Linked DNA regions of Anser cygnoides: region 1 is linked to region 2. A link is a contact called in public Hi-C data. All regions are on one chromosome and are shown on one strand. Each heading gives the region's core, a stretch centred on a gene start, on an enhancer-like site or on the middle of the called end of the contact. The rest is flanking DNA. Distances are from core to core; before and after follow the strand shown.

Region 1 (3,420 bases), core at 8-2,507, 190 kb before region 2:
CAGAGGAGCAGCACCATCCTGCGCCGGACACAGCTGTGACGAACAGCACCAGTAAATGCATTCTGCAGTCGGGGAAGATTATGAAAGGTCTTAGACCTTAATTAATAGGATTTCTGCTATCCTGATGCCAGATTAGACAGCAGGATAGAAGGAAACATTTTCAGAAGTGTCTAAAGAGCTTAAATCCTAATGAAAACCTCACCCATAACTAACCAACCGATTTGTATCTCGACGAAGAGCTGGCAGTGAAATATTCAAGACTGGTAATTACTGAACTACATCTACTCAAGCAAACAGAGAAATGCTTGAAAAAATCCTAAGGAGCAGCTTTATGAGTACATAGCTGTTAAACTGCTGTTTTCTTCCATGGCTCGAGCGCTAATCTATGACAAATAGCTGTTATTAATGCCGCACAAGGAAAACCGAGGACATATCTGGATGAACTTGTTTTTGGCAGCCTTCCATCGCCTCCCGTTGCTTGTTCCTGTCCCTGTGCCACCCCAACACTTGTGCCAGCACAAGCATTTGTGCGGTCACATGGTTAACGAGGGAGAGGAAGTACCTGGATTAAAAATAACCAGGTCATTTGAGCTCAGAGCAGCTCCCCTGGCTGCTACACACCGCTTTATGGCTCTGCACACCCCCAGGAGACATCCAGCCATGGGAATGGGCTGCTGGAAGAGCCATTTGCTTGTACGTGGGGTGGCTGCTGCTGAAAATGTTTGGCACACCATCAGCAGAGATAAAGCGATGTCAAGTAACCTGGAAAAGAGCACGCAGTGATGGAGGCAAGGACTAGAACTGATTCTCCTGCTTGCCAGACCCATGCCTTGTACATAACGTGACACTTCTTCTATTACTAAATAGTGTAGTAGCACCAATTAGGAAAAGTCTTCATATATTTCAGAAAAGACATCCATCCTCCAGGTAATCTAAGAAAAAAAGTTCTTTATCCCACAAGCATTTTCTTACTTTTTTTTTTTTTTTTTCCATATCAGGACAGAACCACGTACTTTCCAAACCTTTGATGCAAGAACACAGGAGACAGAACTCGTTCCTCCTGTAGTCAGCAGACTGCTGGGAGGCAGGAGGTCAGGAGTTTTCTGTCAAACCCAGGAATGGCACCGTGATCTCTGTCGTTGATGGATGTTGTACCAGGACATGGCTGGTTCCGTTGAAGTGCCTGACATTTTTGACCCAAATTTCCTTCCTGGACCTGAGAAGCCTTTCCCCAAAAGAGTTTCCCAGCAGAATTGCTGCATTCCCACAAGATAAAGCTGGAGTTTTTGTGAGTCATCATTTTTTCAACTTAAAGAAAAACATTCTCATCAGAAAACTTGCAACCATCTGTATTCTCCAGAACAGGGACTGCTGAAATACTAGGCTAAGATCAACACTGGACATCAGCTCTAAGGCACTGTTTGGCTACGAACTGACACTACTGTATCAAAGCAGGGAAAACAGAGCTACTGCGAATGTCAAAGTTTATCTGCAATGAAAGGCAAAAAAAGATACAATCACAGTTTTGAGCCATTTACTTCCTGCAACCTTTGAACAGGGAGGATAGATAAGGGGAGACAAATATTTGGCACTGAATACTCCACTTGCTTGTCTAGAGAGTTACATCACAGGCTGGCTGATCCGGGTCACAGCCTGGCCCTCGCTCATCCCCTGCAACAGAAACAAAGCTCGGCAAACACGCAAACACGTGGTGGTCACTAGAAGAGAAAGGGATAGGAAAGGCAGAAAGATGACATCCTAAGTATTTCTGCCCCCAACCACTAAAAACCATCTTGAAGTATTTTTTTCAATAGGCAAAAAAGGCCTTTCAGTTGTTTTCCACCAATTAAAATAGTGGTTTTAGTATTTCATCAAATGATCCCACACCTAATACAGTTCTTTTTCTGATTAAGCCCAGCACATTTCTACGCACAATATTGCTGTGATGCCTTACAGAAGCAGCAGTCTGCACACCCACCAGTGCCTTTTTTTTTTTTTTTTTGAATTCTTTTGCAATTTCTTGTGCCCTGCCCGAATGTCTCCTACATCATCGTCATCACCATCAGCGTAGCCAGGAGCATCCAGCTACTCTTTACCCAGGAGCAGCATGAAGTTGTAACCAATTTACAACTGCTGTGAAGGTGAAGCACTTGTGTTTGGGCACTTGGCACTCCAATCCTGTTGCGGCTTTTTTATCTTTTTTGGGGGAACTCACAAGGACGCTGCTCCAGTTCCAGGTTTGGCTGCTGTGATCCACCACCTCCCTGATTTGTTGCTTTTCTGAAAAGTGAAAGGGCTGAAAAGCAGCATGTTGGGTCACCTCTTGAAATCATATTGGGAATTAATATAATAACTAATATTAAACAGGTTCAAAAGGGAGTGTGGGGTTCTAGAATGGTTTGTCTCCGTAAGTTGGACTGGGATGGATGTTCATGAATGTCACAGACAAGACTCTGCTGACTGCTTAAATTCTGGCAAGTTTTTATGTTTGCACAGTGCCAGGACTCTGGTCTTCAATGCCAATGCATAAATTTCAAGACAAGGAAACTCACAGAATCATAGAATAGAATCATAGAATCACTAAGGTTGGAAAAGGCCTCCAAGATCACCTGGTCCAACCATCCCCCTACCACCAATGTCACCCACTAAACCATGTCCCTAAGCACCAGGTCCAACTTTTCTTTGAACACCCCCAGGGACGGTGACACCACCACCTCCCTGAGCAACCCGTTCCAATGCCTGGCTGCTCTTTCAGTGAAGAAATGTCTCCTCATTTCCAACCTGAACCTCCCCTGGCATGACTTCAGGCCATTCCCTCTAGTCCTATCACTGGTTATGTGAAAGAAGAGGCCAACCCCCAACTCCCCACACCTTCCTTTCATGCACTGAGCTTGAACGTTAGGCATTCTGGGGACCTACGTGCATGGATGTAAATTTTCGGATTGTGAGAGCAGATTAAACTGTTCATTTAAACAGCCACAGCTGAGCTGTTGATAGCCCAAGGGTAAGCACAGTCACTAATGCCTGACATCTCCAGCTCACTGCACTTTCGCACTTACCGCATCCTAATGAGCTATACCAGTATAAGCAGTTTCATACTGGAGCAGTTGCAATCATGTGTGATGAGAAGCTGCTGCCTCCACAATCACTTAAATCTCCAAAATGCTTCTAAGTGCAGAGCTGGTCCACCGCAGAGTGGCTCCGTGGCCAGGGAGCAGAGCAGAAATTGCCTGCCCTGCCTCTGAAGGCTGCTTTCTGAAGGTCCAGGAGAGGGACCCCTGGGTGAAGCGGTTACATTCACCGAAACAGCACAGCGTGAAATGAATTTGGAAACACATTCTGCCTCAGATCAAAAGCTGGAATTCACAGAGGTATTGCTATGTTTAAGATTAAAGCTTCTGGGGCTGGATTTCTTTTTTT
Region 2 (3,210 bases), core at 656-3,155:
AGAGTAAAGGATTGAGCGGGCTCCTCCTCACAGACAGAGTCTGGATGAATAAAGTCTCCAGCATAAGCCTGTTTGAACAATTAGTGATGAAAACCATCATAAAAAGGACTGAATAAACCTCATAGCATAACACGTTTAAGGACTGGGAAGAAAGTCCATTCTCTGTACAACACCTCATTTATGTTTGGGGGGGGGGGGGGGGGTACTGGGATTTACAGAAAGTATTTGACACTTTTCACTTAGTTACAAAGTGGAACTAAAAAAAGGGACTGGGGAAATTAATTCTGACAAAGTCTACACAGAAAGGGAAAGCATTTGATATTCTGTATTAAGAATATTTATACACCATTGTAGAAGGCACACATGAAATTTAAACTGAAATATGGGGTACAACTCTGGTTGCTTGAGCTAAGGCAACACTAAATTTTCCTGGAGGATGTGCAGAGATTGTAAATGGAGACACCTGCGGAATATAAAAACACAGTTTTCTGACAGATTTTGTCTTATGAATCCACTTCTGCGGGCCGAACTACACCTCCAATTGCCGGCTCCTGGTGCGCTGCCAGGACAGCCCATGGGCCTGGTGGCACCCCCCTCGGAGGCCGGGTACAGCCGGGCATAGTTTACACCTCCCTCGTCTGGTTTTGTCAGGACTGTGTGATTTCTGCATGCTGACAAGAGAGGGACGATCTCAGAGCGCTGGGACAAAATGGCTTCTGTGGGCCAGCCGTGACACCTAGCGGCCACACACTCGAGGGCCTGGGCAGCAAGGAGCTGCGGCCCTTGGATACTGCCAAGCCGACCTTCGGCTCCTGCCAGGCATGGCAAAGGGCACAGGGTTTCTGTGGGAGCATCGGAAGATATTTCCAAAGTATCTCCATGTATTTATGGAAGATTTTGCTCTGCTCAGCTTCCTGTGGGATTTCCTTCTGAGGGATTCCATCTCCCCACCTTAGCCACGTGTTGAAAGCCACTCTTGTCTTTGTGCACGCAAGGCCCCATGGCCTTCATCTCACCGCTAAAAGGGCAAAAATTTTGTGCTCAGACTGTCTAAGCAAGCAGGCTTCCTTGGGGCATCCTGCCTGGCTCCTAGCTCCTGTGTTAGGGTGCCTCAGGTCCCTGCGGTCCACCTGCTGCTTTGCTTGGCAATGACTGCTGTGCTAGCCCTTCTGACGCAACTAAATCCAAGGTTTAGCAGATATGGTCAATAAATGCATCAGTGTTTGCTAGGTTTGCATCAGGCAAACAGTTCGTTTGTTTATCCTGGTGGATGGTTTGTTTTCTAGAGGCTTACCTCTATTATATTCATTTTACCAGCAACAAGATGGGCTGCTGGTCTTGCTTAGCATTCTAAAACACAATTTTTTTATATTCAAAACTTCTCTGGAGGGGGCAGTAGTAGAAATTCCTGCCGCTAACCTCATCCAAGCATTCAAAAACTAGGAAAAAAATAAGAAGAGACTGAGATGCAGCAGTGCTGAAAGGTGTAGCATCTAACTTTTAGTTCACAGGTGTCCAGACTGGGGTCTAAGCACCAGCTTTAGGTGCAGGTGTTGTGGAGAGCCTGCCCATGTCCCAGTGATGGTGGCTGTGAGAGCAGTGTTTAGAGAAAGGATGTACATCCCAAGAAATCAACACCGGTAGTCTACGCTCCTCCATCCACATGATCTACCACCCACTTTCCACTTCCGTGCAGCATAGTTCATGTCCAGAGCCTTCCTAATTCAGCCAAGAACCTGCCGTACTGAAGATGAGGAGCAAGTGCTGATGTAACAGAGGACAAGGAGATCTGAATGAGACACCAGAAAATCTGGGGAGTCCAAAACAGAGCAGGACTGCAAGTGAGCTGTGCAGGATACAGTCAGTGCTCTGTGAGCCCTAGGTAAATCATTTGCAGGCAATGGCAGTGTGATGAAGGAGCTGCAGGGGGAAAAGGACAAATTAGACCATAGGGAATGATTGACTACAGCTGAAGGTCACAAACCTTTGTAAATATGTGGCAGAATTTGAGTTAATGTGGTGAAACATTTACAAAGCCTGAGTAGGCATAGAAAGGAGGAGGGTGGCAAAACTGGGAGCAGTATAAAAGTTGAGAGTCATGCCTTAGCTGGAGATGAGCAGCCCCAGCAGATCCTCGACATCAAAGAGCAAAACCTAAGTTTCCGCCTTCAGAAGTGACTGATGGCTTTGGAAGTCCCAGTTGTGATGGTTTGTGGAAGTCTTCATGTCCCAGACTGTCACAGTCTTAACAATCTGTAAAGCACCTCCGTTCAGCTCTCCATGTAAGAGACCCTGCTAAGGAGGTGCATCAGAACTGTCTCCCCAGAGGCCCAGAAACTGTGTAAAGGAACAGCTGAAAAAAATGAATGAGCAAGAAATACAATCCGAACAGAGCACGAGGACAAGAGGAAGGAAAAGCAGCTTGCCTGGACTGGGCTACAAACTGTCAAAGAGGCACACTGAAAAGGCAAGCAAAAGAAAGAAGCAGTGTCTTGGGATCAGCCCAAACCTCCCTGCAGCCCTGTAGGTCTCCATCTGGGGGGAAGGAGCTGGAGAAGCTCCTCAGAAGGTGTGAGAGAGCAGCACTGAGGCATAATTCACACCACTGCACCACTGAGAGCAAAATGCAAATAAAGTAAGCTGGTTGTGAGCAGCTTGCTGAAATACACCACGTGCAGTTGACATGACAGACCCCTTAACAAAGCTGCTTTATTTGCCTGGAGCTAGACAAAGTCTGCATTTATGCCACTGCAATGGAACAGTAGACAAACAGTTGTCAGCTATCATTGGTCCCAGTGTATTCTGGTTTTAGAGTTGAGCATGCGTTGTGCTTTGTCTGACGAGGTGACCTTTGGTGGGCCTGGGCAGTGTGTTAGCAGCACTGGTCTCCAACGGGTTCAGTCCTTAGACTTGCACTAGGAGGAAACCATTCCTTAGCACCATATCTGCCCTGGATCAAGAGATGCCAGAAATTCCTGTTCTTCAAATACCATTTTCTTTTAGCTGTGTATGGAGGAATAAAACCTTCCCTTGAAGATTTTTGTGATCACTTTTAAGACTTGAAAAGTATACTTTGCATACTAGAACTTACATTAATATATTTTTACTTCTAATTAGTGTGTTGTATTTGTCACTTCAAAGTGGCAAGAGAACAAGGTCCCAAAGGGTGTCTGGAGCTGAATGCCATCAAACAGAATGGAGAAAACGAAG

The links. Hi-C and Micro-C count contacts between places; a contact is called where the count stands out from the background.
Region 1: a Hi-C map of liver shows a contact between it and region 2, with 3 times the contacts expected there. The contact joins two enhancer-like sites. A contact is called at or near these places in 2 of 7 Hi-C or Micro-C datasets (both in liver).

What each region holds. Positions count from the first base shown.
Region 1 is chr1:204,166,693-204,170,112 of Taihu_goose_T2T_genome, reverse strand. The region is part of intron 1 of ME3 (malic enzyme 3); the gene reads right to left. Among named protein-coding and RNA genes, the nearest start is that of ME3, 64 kb to the right of the region's middle. Within about 2 kb of position 1,257, at least 2 of the 3 cell types and tissues checked have open chromatin away from gene starts, as enhancers often do. A contact at or near this core is called in liver, where this site is marked.
Region 2 is chr1:203,977,621-203,980,830 of Taihu_goose_T2T_genome, reverse strand. No RefSeq gene overlaps it. Among named protein-coding and RNA genes, the nearest start is that of FZD4, 16 kb to the right of the region's middle. Within about 2 kb of position 1,905, at least 3 of the 3 cell types and tissues checked have open chromatin away from gene starts, as enhancers often do. A contact at or near this core is called in liver, where this site is marked.